2 separate regions of the Mus musculus genome follow, and region 2 is linked to region 1. The links are chromatin contacts, called in public Hi-C maps. All regions are on one chromosome and are shown on one strand. The core of a region is the stretch at or near the end of the contact, and the rest is flanking DNA. Distances in the headings are between cores, read along the strand shown. Region 1 holds the start of Trpv4 (transient receptor potential cation channel, subfamily V, member 4). Region 2 overlaps Git2 (GIT ArfGAP 2).

Region 1 (6,205 bases), core at 1,758-4,257:
TCAGGGAGCCTTAGGCTGGCAGAGCAAATCCGAGAGCAAGCCCCTTTGACAGATAAGGAAACTGAGGCTTGGAAACACCTAGCAAACACCCTAAACTCCCAGCAGAAAGCAGCAGGCTTAAGGGTTCAGAAGCAGTCCGGTTGTCCCCTGTGGTTGTAGGACCTCTTTCTTAAGTCTCAGGTCACCCCCACCCCCCATGGAAGGTCACAACAAATGGGGACAGGCCACCTCGTGGATTTGGGATCAAACAATTAAGACATGGGTGGCCCATTCAGAGCTGAGTGAAGTGACTTTGCCCTGCAGACCTCAGTCTCTCCCTCTGAATAATGGGTACAAGTTTTGTTACCTGAATGTACTGAGCGGATTCGCTTATAACAACTACTCAGTCCATTCTCACACCTACTAACTGGTGGTGATGCAGCCCAGGCTTGACTAAGGCAGACTGAGTCTGTACTCAAGAGTTCACTGCTCCAGCCACGGAGCCCAGGACTACAAGAATCTCCAGAGATCAGAATTAATCTTTAACAGGTGCTCGCAGTCAGCGATGTGGAACATTCTAGAGGCCCTGTGGCATGAAACAAATGTTCTCTCAGATCCCCAGATCCTGTTATAGATAGGAACCCATCTCCCAGGTCCTGGTTGGAGAAAGAATGGACTGGTTCTCCCCCCAACCCCCTGCAGTCAAACAGGAAGAAACTGAGGCAGAGCGAGGCTCACCAGCCCCCTTCTCTAGGTATACAAACACACTAAGACCCTCTTGAAAGCATTTGCTCAAGGATTGGGGTGTAGCTCAGTGAGGCCCTGGATTTCTGGACACTACCGGGTCCCCCCCAGCCTGGGGACCCCTGAGCTCCCTGAGTCATTCCCTGCGATTGTGTCCGCTCTACAGCTAAAAGGATCTTGCTATACCACACAAACAATGGTGGCATCTCCCCCTTCCCACCCACCCCCCAACTTTCAGAGCTTCTAAGTTGGCCTTGGCCTGGCTCACACAACTCTGGACAAACGGAAGTGTCTCTGCTCCCCACACCCTACATCCCCCAGCGCAGAACTGGCGAGACGTGTCTCAGCTAGTGCAGGTCCCTCCTAATGCCCTCTCCCCCAGTCCTGTTTTTATTCTTCAAGGTGCAGCCCAGTCACCACCTTGATCAAAGGCACCCTGATGCCTTCTGGATCTGTCTTCCTCCCTCAGGCATGAGACAGTGCTGCCCACCAGGAGCTGCAGCTGTGGAAGGGACGAGAATGGGGCATATGAGCTCGGGTCACACCCCTCACACGATAACTAGGCCAATCTCAATCTAAGGGGCCAGCATCCTGTGGTACCGAGCTTCCAAGAAGCCCCTACTGGGGACAGGGAAGCAGGTGAGGGCCAGAAGAGGAGGAGGCCTTCCTTCTTGGACATACGGCATCTGGATTTCCTCGAAAGTCCAGGCACCTTCTCGGGGCTCAGAGGAATCCTCCACCCAGGCACACCTCAGACTCCAGTGGATCTCACACAAATGTCCTCTGATGCCACCATCCCTTCTGGCTTCAAAGAGAGTCTGAGCAAAGCCAAGAAGGATGTTTGCCAATTGTGGGGAGCCCCTGCTCCCAGAGATGTCCGAAAAAATCAAGAAGGAGGGGGGAGGTCTCCCTTGGTCTTCTCTACAGCAGACAGGAGGAAGGCATTAAAACGGCCTTTTCGCCAGGCAGTGGTGGTGCATGCCTTTAATCCCAGCACTTGGGAGGCAGAGGCGGGTAGATTTCTGAGTTTGAGGCCACACTGGTCTACAAAGTGAGTTCCAGGACAGCCAGGACTGCACAGAGAAACCCTGTCTCGAAAAAAACCAATAAATAAATACATACATAAATAAATGCATAAATAAATAAAATAAAATGGCCCTTTCCTATTCTCTGTCAAGACAGTGTGGAAATGGAATGGCCAGCTCAAACTGCTGCGGCAAACCCCTCCAGGGCTCCCTCAACAGCCCCAGAATGTGTTCCCATAACAATATTAAAGAAGTACTGCGGTTCAGGCAGCTAGGGGACTAGACCAAGGTCACACCGCAGAGGAGGGCAGAGCATGCCCAGAGTCCACCCAGACTGTGCTCCTAACATAGTGATGACTGACAGACACCTCACCTTGGGCAGCACCAGGCCTGAGCTGTCCCCACATGGCCAACAGCCAAGGCATTCGGGCTCAGCTCTGCCAGGATTTCTTACCTCGCTGAACAAAGATCACATGCGATGTGCGCTCAGAAGTACAAGGTTCGTGCCACCCCCTCCCCAGTCCGGGCTGAGGACTTCATCCCTCGGTACTTCCTAACCCGGGCTGTGGACAGGCCAGTGGGGAGGGTTTTCAAAGCAGCCAGCCAGCGCCCAGGTTTCAGCTCACTAGGCTCCATCCTTACCCCCAAGCCTGGGTTTCTTCATCTACACAGGGGACGGGGCACGGCTGGGCTGGGCCCTTCTGGAATGGAAGACAGTCCCAAGGGAGTCTGAAGTTGGATTTTTCAGTCAAATGGGGAGTTTGGAAATCTCTTCCTGTCCTAGGAGGCCACTTCGAGTCTCCAGGGTAAAACTAAGGTTAAAGTTTTGCATCCTCTCCCCGGCGGGGCCATCTCTCTGAAACTCCAAAAAGCAGCCCTGGAAGCTGCGGGCGCGCAGTTCCCTCCCACGCGCCCATCCCTGCCACGCGCCCTACCTAAGTGGAGCTGGTCCGGGGTAGGTGGCCGCCCCTGGCCTTTGGTTTCGGGACTCGGGTCTAGGTGACCTAGATCTGCACCACACTCCCCCAATCCCAGGTCGGCGCCCAATCCACAGGTGACTTTCGTGGTGGCGTCGCCTCCCGCTATCCCGCGCGCGGCGGGGACGGCGAACCTCGAACCCCGTCATTGGGAGGGGTCGCGAGGAACTCGCGGATCCCTTCCCCGGAGCAGCCCCACTCACCTCAGGACGCGGGCGCAGCGCCGCCGCTTCCTGATCCCTCCGGCCGCGTCCTCCTCCTGCTGCGCTTCGGCCGCGCCGCCCCGCGGGGTCCCGCCCACCCGCGCCCGCCCACCCCAGGGTCCTCCCCGGCCTGCGCGCCGCCACCTGGCTCGGTGCCTCGCTCTTCCATTCATCCCTGGTTCCTGCGCCCAGGCCGTCGCCTGCCCAGCCCGGGAACCCGCTTGCCCGGCAGCTCACACCCATCAAAGGCTGGTAGAAAAAAGCCCGCGAGGCACACCGGGCACTGGAGAGGACTCCCCGCCACCCACCCACACACTACCCACCAAGCCACGGCTCTCCTTAAGTCTGAACCTCAGAGTCTCCATTCTGAACCTCCACCTATAGCCATCATCCGGAAGATGCTAGGGGCACCAGGTCTTTACAGAGCCCCTAACATCACCGTTCCTTTTCCTAGGCTGGGTGGGGGACTGCCTTGGTGAGCCTAGCGACTTCCTTGCGGTCCTTGTTCAGCCTGCCCGCAGCACAGTACTAGGGATGACCAGCCTGGGCAAACAGCAGGCCGGGGGGTGGGGTTGGGGGTGGGGTGTAGAAAGAAGGATTGAAGGGGCCTAAATAAAAACCAACATGGCGACCAACTTAAATCTTAATAGCTAACTCACTAATTAAGCTGTGTGTTTGGAGCGGGGTGGCATTGGCAAGTAAACCTCTTTTAACTGAGCCTGAGGTGAGCTGGGCCCACTTACAGTTGGGAAACAGGCCTGGATAGGAGGGTGGGCCTCCGCAAGCCACTGCCTTGGGGTGGGGAAAGAACATCGCTATTTGGGTGGCCGTGGTCTCCAGCAGAGTGAGCTGGCAGCTGTCTGGCAGCCGTGAGGGGGTGTGCGCGATGCCCCCTTACCTCCCCGACAGGAAGCCTGAAGCTCAGGCCTTTCACACCTGAAGTTGGGGCTGAACGGAGGCTGAGGCATCCATCAAAGAGGCTGACTTGTTCTTCAGGGTGGGGAGGAAAGAACCCTCAGCACTTAGTTGCCTTGCTCACCCAGTCCCATCTCACAGACTGGGAAACTGAGGCTCCCATGCAAAAGAGACTGTGGCTCGGCCTAGGAGGCTGGTGATTGACAGCTACAAGGACACCCGGATAAAAATTCTGCCCTGCCACAGATTAGGTAATGCCCCTACGTGGATGCTTGGGGTTCTTCAAGAGGACCCTGAATCTAGTCAACAGGGCCAACACCTGGGCTTAGCAGATGCTTTTACAAGCTTGGGTTGAGGGCCCTGGCCTGGGAGATGGCTCAGTTTGGTAAAGTGCCTGCCGGGTAAACTCGAGGCCTTGAGTTCAGCCACCAGAATCCAGATTTTAAAAAATCCCCAATGTGGTTCCACACATTCACGATCTCAGTGCTAAGAAAGTAGGGGCAGGCAGATCCCGGGGGCTCAGAGACCCTGCCAAAACACAGCGTGGATGACCCTGAGAAACTCCTAAGGTCGACCCTCTGGCTTCCTTCCGCATCCCACACACCAAGAGCTGGTTGAACAAGGTATGCCATCCTGACACTGGGATGGCTGAGGCCAACCTGGGCTACACAGCAAGAGTCTGATGGATAGAGCCTGGGTTAGTAGAACCCAGACCTGTGAAGTTCTTGTTCACTGGGTAGAGTTTTAGCTTCACAAGAGGCAGAAAATAGAGGTGTTGGATGGTATGGTGGCTGCATAATCTGAATGTCCTCAATGTCACTGATCTGTGTCCTTAGAAGCAAGACAGGCTGGGATAGAGGGCTTGCCTAGTGTGTGGGAGTCTTTGTGTTCTGTCCCCAGCAAGACAGGCATAGGCACAGACACGCACACAGAGTGAGACACACACAGATGTACAACCACACACACACACACACACACACAGAGATGGTCTCTCTCATGTGCATGCATACTACATTCAAAGTGGTGATCTTGAGGCTGGAGAGATGGCTCAGCAGTTAAGAGCACTGGCTGTTCTTCCAGAGGTCCCGAGTTCAATTCCCAGCAGCCACGTGGTGGCTCACAACCATCCGTAATGGGATCTAATGCCCTCTCTTGACATGCAGGTGCATGGAGATACAGCACTCATATACATAATCAATCATTTTTTTAAACTGTGACCTTGGCAAACACTGGGTAGACTTACACATGGGAAGTGGAAACTCAGGAGGACAGGGTTCGTTTGTAGCATCAGGATCTTCCCAGGCAGGAGGGGGAGCAGGGAGAACAGTGTAGTGAGGTACCCAGCAAACACAAGCTAGGGACACTGAATACCTCAGGACCCCTGTTGGACTGGTGATCCTCCTGCCTCTACCTTGAAAGACAAGAGGCTGTTGATAGCAAGCAGGGATACTTTTTGCTGGGAGGGAAGAAACATTAGTGTCAGGGAGTCCCATAGAGCCTTAGGGGCAGGTGTCAGTCCTGAATCCCACACAGCTCCAGGGTGGGATGGATCACTCCTCCTCTGGGGGCTCCTGGATGGCAGCGGAGGTCTTGTGTCCTGTGCTTATGGGGTGCCCCCTGTATGCCAGGCCCAGTGTCGTGTGCTATAGAGATCCAAGAGCTGTGGAGCTTAGCACCAGGTTACAGAACAAGATAATTAGACCTCATGTGACAGTTGTCACAGCAAAGATCTGATTTATCACCAGCCCTAGACACCTCCTGCCAGTCTAGAAGGGAAAAAGCCGGCAGGCCACTTGTAGAGGATGCTATCACTGGAAGGATTTAAACTCAAGTTGCAGACCCTCGGGCTGGACACAGACAACAGGAACACGGTCTCTACAGAGAGGGCTACAGAGCGAGGCTTTGAACATCCACATCATGTGGAAAACCAGCAGCCAGTTCCTCAAATGTTAAGTACACAGTGACACATGATTCAGCAATTTCATTTCCAAGGGACACAGCTGAAGGAACCGAAAGCTCGTGTCTGGTAAAAAAAAAAAAAAAAAAAAAAAACACTAGAGAGTGTTCAGAGCAGTGGCATTGGAAACAGCTTAAAAGTAACCCAGATGTTACTTACACAGATCAATCAGGTGTTTGCATCTGTTCAAGGGAGTAGTAGTCTCAATGGAAAGGGGACACGTCACCAATTCATCCTTCCATAAAGCTGAACCTCAAAAAAGTGAAGATGCCCCCCCCCCGCCCCCGCCCCACTCAGGAGGTGTCATGTAACAGTTTTCTCTGAGATTGAAACATTCCATGCTGCAGGGAAGCTCCCTAGGCAGGAAGGTAAACAACTCAAATAGCTTCAGGAAGTTCTTGAAGC
Region 2 (6,205 bases), core at 2,169-4,668, 86 kb after region 1:
CGCCTATATATGTAACCTCCTTTGCAAAGAGGGAGAGCCTCTAGAAATTCTTGCATTCCAGGACAGACAAGTGTGTGGGCTGTCGGGATATGAATGGAAACTGGGTGGGGTCCAGAGAGAGGGAATAATACAAGAAACTATATCCCTAGATGCAGGGCTCATATGTCTGCCTGAGCTAAAAGCTCTCTGTGCTATTCTGAGCAGGCTGTGAAAGTATAAACGCCCTGAACACTGATGCTACCTCTGAAACACCCAGTCTGGACTCTGGCCAGCTGCCTTCTGAGATGAGCACAGACCCTGGTTTCAGTCGCCTCAGCCTCTCCCCTACACACGGAATTTAACCCAGGGCCTCAAGCACAGAGGCACATGGTCTACCAGAGCCTCCCCCTGGTACATCATGCCCAGGAGCTGAGACAGAGTCCAAGTTACTCAGGCGGGCCTTGAACTAGTTCTTAGCCCAAGAAGGAACTTGTGATTCTTGTATCTCAGCCTCCAAAGTAGCTGGGATTACAGGGCTGTGTCCAAATTCATTACTCTGCATTTATAAAAATGTCCTAAGACAGATTTTAATAATGTTTATAAGATCCAGGCTGGGGCTGGTGAGATGGCTCAGTGGGTAAGAGCACCCGGCTGCTCTTCCAAAGGTCCCGAGTTCAAATCCCAGCAACCACATGGTGGCTCACAACCATCCGTAATGAGATCTGCCTCCCTCTTCTGGAGTGTCTGAAGACAGACAGCTACAGTGTACTTACATATAACCAATAAATAAATCTTTAAAAAAAAAAAAAAAAAAAAAAAAGATCCAGGCTGTACTCTGGAAAAAGTATGGCAGGAAATAAAAAGTTACAGATAATTCACTAGTTTAAAAATCACAGGCATCTGTATGATAATAATGGACAATGGCTCTGCTCGTCAACACTTGGCTTGTCTGAGTGTATGTGCATGTGTGTCAGGGTGAGTGCACACCACGGTACACATGTGGAGGTCAGGGAGTCTAGGGACTTGAACTCAGGCCATCAGGCTGGGTACTCGTCTCTTACCCACTAAGTCTCTCCCCAATTCTTGCTCTAGAGAAACTCTAGACACTTGCTTTCAAGAGATTCGAGCTGTCTCTAGCAATTACAATAAAAATGAAGTCTGACTGTGTCTGCATGTGCCTGGTGTCTGCGTGTGGTGTCAGAGGACAACTCTGAGGCTTCTTCTCCGGCTTTCTGTGGGCTCTGGGACTTGAACTCAAGCTGTCAGCTTCTGCAGCTGTCAAGTTCCTTTACCTGCTGAGCCATCTCTTCAGCCAACACTGAGTTTTCTTTATTAATCTTAAGCATACACGTGCATACACACATGTGATGGGAGGCTCGAGTGGAGCACTGGTATCTCCCACAATCACTCTCCCTGTGAGCCTGAGCACACAGGTTAGCTGGTCTGGCTGGAAGCTTGCTCTGGGGACTCCCTGTCACTGCTCTTGCTGCACGGCACTGTAGGTGGACCACTGTGCCCAACTGGTCTTTCACATGGGCTCTGGGGGTCTGGACTTCAGTCCTCTTCTTGTCTTTCAATGTTTGACCTGGGCCATCTCCCCAGCACATGTAACCTTTATGAACACTAAAGGAGAACTATGGGTAAAAAGGTGAAGCCCCGCAGACCAACAATCAAAGGCAAGTTTCAGAAAAACAAATCACCCAAGAAGCTGGTAAGATGGTGACTGCATTAACTACCACATCTGTGTGACCCTGCTCAGAAAAGGCCGAGGAGATGTCAGGCCTCTGCTGCGGCAGAGGCCTCTCAGGCTCTTGGTCGCAGCTGTGCACTAGCCTAGAAGGGGCTGCAAGGCAGGTCGGGGCGCTAGGCCACGAGAGCTCAGTCTCTCAGCCTCTGCACTACAGCACAAGAGCCACTGACTGACTGCAGAGCTCTCACAACCTTGCTCCCTAGCCCGTGGGAGTGCTCCCTAGCCAGTGGGAGTGCTCCCTAGCCAGTGGGAGTGCTCCCTAGCCAGTGGGAGAGCCCTTTGGCTTTCCTTGAGAAGATGTACCTTGTGACCAGGCCTTACAATACTCTGAGTCTGAGATCGCGTTCCTCAACAATAGTATAAACCCCAAAGCCAGCCTATTTTTTTCTGCGTGGGGTGCATAGCGAGCTTTTTCTCACGACAGTCAGCGATGCTTACGGTGCCCAGAGTCTAGGGCACAGCTGGCTTTCCCATCTGTCGCTCTCCATCATCATCCCAAGCACTGCCTTCCCCACTGACCTCTCCTACAGGCAGTTCCCAGTCCCTGAAGCAGGGGTTCTCAACCTTCCTGACGCTGTGTCCCCTTAACACAGTTCCTCATGCTGTGCTGACCCCTAACCATAAAATTATTTCGTTACTACTTCCTATCTGTAATTCTGCATTTTCCAATGGACTTAGGCGACCCCTGTGAAAGGATTGCTTGACGTCCCCTAAAGGTTGAGAACGGCTGCCCTGGGGGAATGACTAGGATAGTGCAGCGTACACGGGTTGCCTCTCCTTGTTAGTACAGGCAGACATGTGGCAGTCTTCTGTGTGTCAAGCCCTGCTCGAGGTGGTGACAGCAGGCTGAGATGCTGGCGAGGGTTGCCAGGGTAGCAGTCAGAGCCAGTGCCAGCAGAGAAAGCACGGCACATGGTACGTGCCAGGGCTTACGCTGAGAAGCACGTGCTTCTGCCTGCTCTGTCTGCATGGTGAGATTAATTTTAAGAATCAGCAATAGGTGTGGAAAATCACACCCAAGCAGTAGCTTCCAGATTCCCAGAAAGCCCAGGACAGGGCAAAGTTATGCTATCTCACACCAATAGTGGGCTGCTAGGTCTCTCCTAGGGGAGTTTACTCTGAATGCATTTTTAGGTGCAAACCCAAGGCTTTGTGTCCATACATACACTGAATTAGAATCCCAGCCAAGCACAGGCCCTGGCCCAGGCCTTGCTCATGCTAGGCAGATGCACCACCCACCACTGGGCTATAGTCTCTGTGCTACACTGAACACGTTTCTCATCAGAGCGCTGCATTTCAAACATACACACACAGCCTGCTTTCAAGAGGACAGTATGTCTATGTCTGTTATAGTAAATGTTTTCTTCCCTCTGACCATAAGCATGGTGACCGGGATCAACGAGTCAACCATCCTGGCATTTATTAACATGTTACCTTTTTCTGCATAATTCTCAGCTCGTCACTCAAGTTGTTATTCACCTTCATTAGCTGCTGTCTCTTGGCCTCAGAAGCCACTAGGGCGCTTTTGACCTCCATAAATTCCTGCACAGTGACTGGTCCATCTGACAAATCTGAATCTAGGCTCTAAAAATAAACCGGGAAAATGTTCACAATCCGCGATGATGATGTTAAAGACTAACAGCTAAAGAATGTCCATCTCCACCACGCCCGCTGGACTGCAAAGGTGGACCATATGAAAGGCAGGGGCACTCCAGGACTCATGACACTCTGCAGAGCTTCCTGCAGGAGCAGGCAGAGCGCTGCAAACCTCTGTGGACACTGGCTGCCAAGGCTCTGCGCTGCCCTGCACACACTGTCCTTGCTAACTTAAAGAGCTTACTCTATGGATTCACTCGCTCCACATGACCTAGTGAGCATCAGTCAGTCTCCAGTGCGCTGTGACAGAGAGGACAGGCTGCTACATCCATGGCGCTCACACTCCAGCAGCACAGGAAAGGGGATGGCTAAGGTGTTCCAAGGCAGGACAGAGGGACTGAGTGCTGGGGACACAGACAATGGAGCGGGTGGGACGCAGCAGCTGGCTGGGCTGCCTGGGGAGGAGCTGGGGGAGCTGGAAGGCGTGCCTGAGGAGGCCAGGGCTCCTGAGAGTCCAGCAGCAGTGCTCAGCGAGAGGCTGAAAGGGCAGCAGGAGCCCAGCCAATCAATGGATGGTCCGTCCCTGAGGGACTGGTAATGACCCTGCCTGTAACTGAGTGGACTGGCACGGGGCAGTCCAGGTAGGGGCGTCCCTTCTGCCAATATCAAACAGCAAATGCTGGACAAATCTAAGCTTATCTCCCTGCTTCAAACCTGCAGACCTCGGCAGCCTAGCTTCTTGTTTATTTGTTACTCAGTGTCTGTGGAGTGCCTATCTGAGTCTGTCCTGAGGGTTCAGCCTGCAGACCCCTTGGCCCTGTCCCCTGTTCACTCAACAGTGCCCTGTCTCTCTCCCTGGGCCCCACTGGCCTGAGCCCTGAGGCCGTGCTGCAATGCCCTTTAGAGCTGAGGTCCTCACTGTGCTGTCCAGAGTCTCTGCACAGTGTGGGGCTCTTCTAGGCTGTTCCAGCCCAGGCTTTCTTGTTCTGCCTTCTACGCGGGTGCAGGACAGCACATCTATGAGGCCTTGTTTCAGAGCCCTGTACTGTCAAGAGCTCCTCCCTTGATGCTCTCTCTTCCAAACTCCTAACCTCCAGCTTGTCTGCTCTTGCGATGCGCACCACCTGTGCAGTGCATAGTCTCCTGTCCCCTGCTTCCCCATCAGTGAGGTCATGAGGGGAGGAGCTAAGCACACTGGGACACAGAGAAGCCTCCAGTCCTGACCTCAGCCTAGAGTCAACGCTGATCCTTCACTTGCTCAGTGACAGGGCCTTATTTTAAGAGCATTTATTTAATCTTTGCTTGGCTTGAGTTAGCAGTGAGCCTAACTTGAGCCCTCTCACAGCACCTTCCAAGGCCTAACCCTTCTGCCAGTTTTACTTTTTCTGCCATGTGTATGTGTCTTCTGGTGGCACTGGGAAATAAACTCAGGGCCCTGTATATACTGGCGAGCACTCCACCATTCAGCTACAGCCCCAGGGCAAGAACACATTTTAGGAGGAGCACGTCTGTCCTGTGGGAGGTGTGTCCTCTCACCTTCTGCCGGTTTGCCTTGCTTGCCCTCGTCTCCACGTCTGTGTCTTCATCGGAGGCCACACTGTCATAGTCTGGCTGGTCGTTGTCTTGGCTCTCAGTGCTGTGCTGGGTACTGACTGTTCTCAATATGAGCTCCACATTGTCTGTTCACAGAAGGAGAAAAACTACTTCAGAGTTAAAATATATTTTTCCTTCTAAAAAACTACTAAGGTGACTTTCTGGTTTAGCCATTAAAGGGTGAAGAAAATGACAGAAAGAGCAACGCCCGCAGAGGCTTAAGGGACAGTCACACAGAGCAGTTCCAATGCTTCCCACTCACCACAGAGCTCAGCCACACCCCTTGGGGTGGCTGCCAGACTGAGGGGGGAAGTCACAGGTTTGCATGCACAGGGCACTGCTTCAGCCATAAGAACATAAGGTGAGCCAGGCAGTGGTGGCGCACGCCTTTAATCCCAGCACTCAGGAGGCAGAGGCAGGTGGATTTCTGAGTTCAAGGCCAGCCTGGTCTACACAGTGAGTTCCAGGACGGCCAGAGCTACACAGAGAAACCCTGTCTCAAAAAATCCAAAAAAAAAAAAAAAAAAAAAGAGAGAAAACACCCAGCCTAGAAGTCAGGTGCAAAGACAAGAACAGCAGTGGTCACTCATATACATCCAGGCTGTGAGACAGACAAGGGGACACTGGACCAAGTAGACACACACGTGTCTACATTATCAGTAGTGTCCATTCCACAGACGGGGAGCAGTGACTTACACACTCTTGCACATTTAGAATAAGTGTTCAGAAATCCCCAAACATTTTTGGTTTATTTGAGGCAACTCAAGTTAAGCTCCAATTTCCAAAGATGTTTTACAGACAGCTTCATCTGGACAGTGAATTCTGATTTCTTAAGATATAGCGGTCCTATTTTAACTTTTACAATGAATCTTTAAGATTCACCAGCATGGCCGGGTGGTGGCGGCGCACGCCTTTAATCCCAGCACTTGGGAGACAGAGGCAGGCGGATTTCTGAGTTCAAGGCCAGCCTGATCTACAGAGTGAGTTCCAGGACAGCCAGAGATATACAGAGAAACCCTGTCTTAAAAAAAAAAAAACAAAAACCAAAACAAACAAAACAAAACCCACCAGCATGCCAATACAGAGATACGGTACAAAGACTGAATACAGAGGCTGTAACCACTCGTGAGGGACAGTGGCGATCACCCAGGCTGAGACACGCTGGCCTGCTTCTTCTAGTTACTGTTCTAAGCATATATGCACACATACAGGCTTGTCCTCAGTGAATACAGGCTAAAAGCTTGTCACTCACTGAGACAAAGGACTACAGTTCCTGAGAGCCGCCAG

What was found. A called contact is a pair of places that touch in the nucleus more often than the background predicts.
Region 2: a contact with region 1 is called in a Hi-C map of embryonic fibroblasts, with 2.8 times the contacts expected there. The contact joins the enhancer-like site here to the promoter of Trpv4 in region 1. A contact is called at or near these places in 1 of 39 promoter capture datasets (Sertoli cells), 1 of 484 Hi-C or Micro-C datasets (embryonic fibroblasts), 1 of 115 datasets of contacts at active chromatin or transcription factors (embryonic stem cells) and 2 of 9 other capture datasets (adipose tissue and liver).

The regions. Positions count from the first base shown.
Region 1 is chr5:114,655,414-114,661,618 of GRCm38.p6, forward strand. Trpv4 (transient receptor potential cation channel, subfamily V, member 4) reads right to left here and starts at 3,008. Exons shown (of 16, transcript NM_022017.3): 1 at 2,929-3,008.
Region 2 is chr5:114,740,568-114,746,772 of GRCm38.p6, forward strand. It overlaps Git2 (GIT ArfGAP 2), which reads right to left. Exons shown (of 20, transcript NM_001347400.1): 13 at 4,862-5,004; 14 at 3,164-3,313. Among named protein-coding and RNA genes, the nearest start is that of Mir7028, 24 kb to the left of the region's middle. Within about 2 kb of position 3,419, at least 62 of the 459 cell types and tissues checked have an H3K27ac peak or open chromatin away from gene starts, as enhancers often do. A contact at or near this core is called in embryonic fibroblasts, where this site is marked.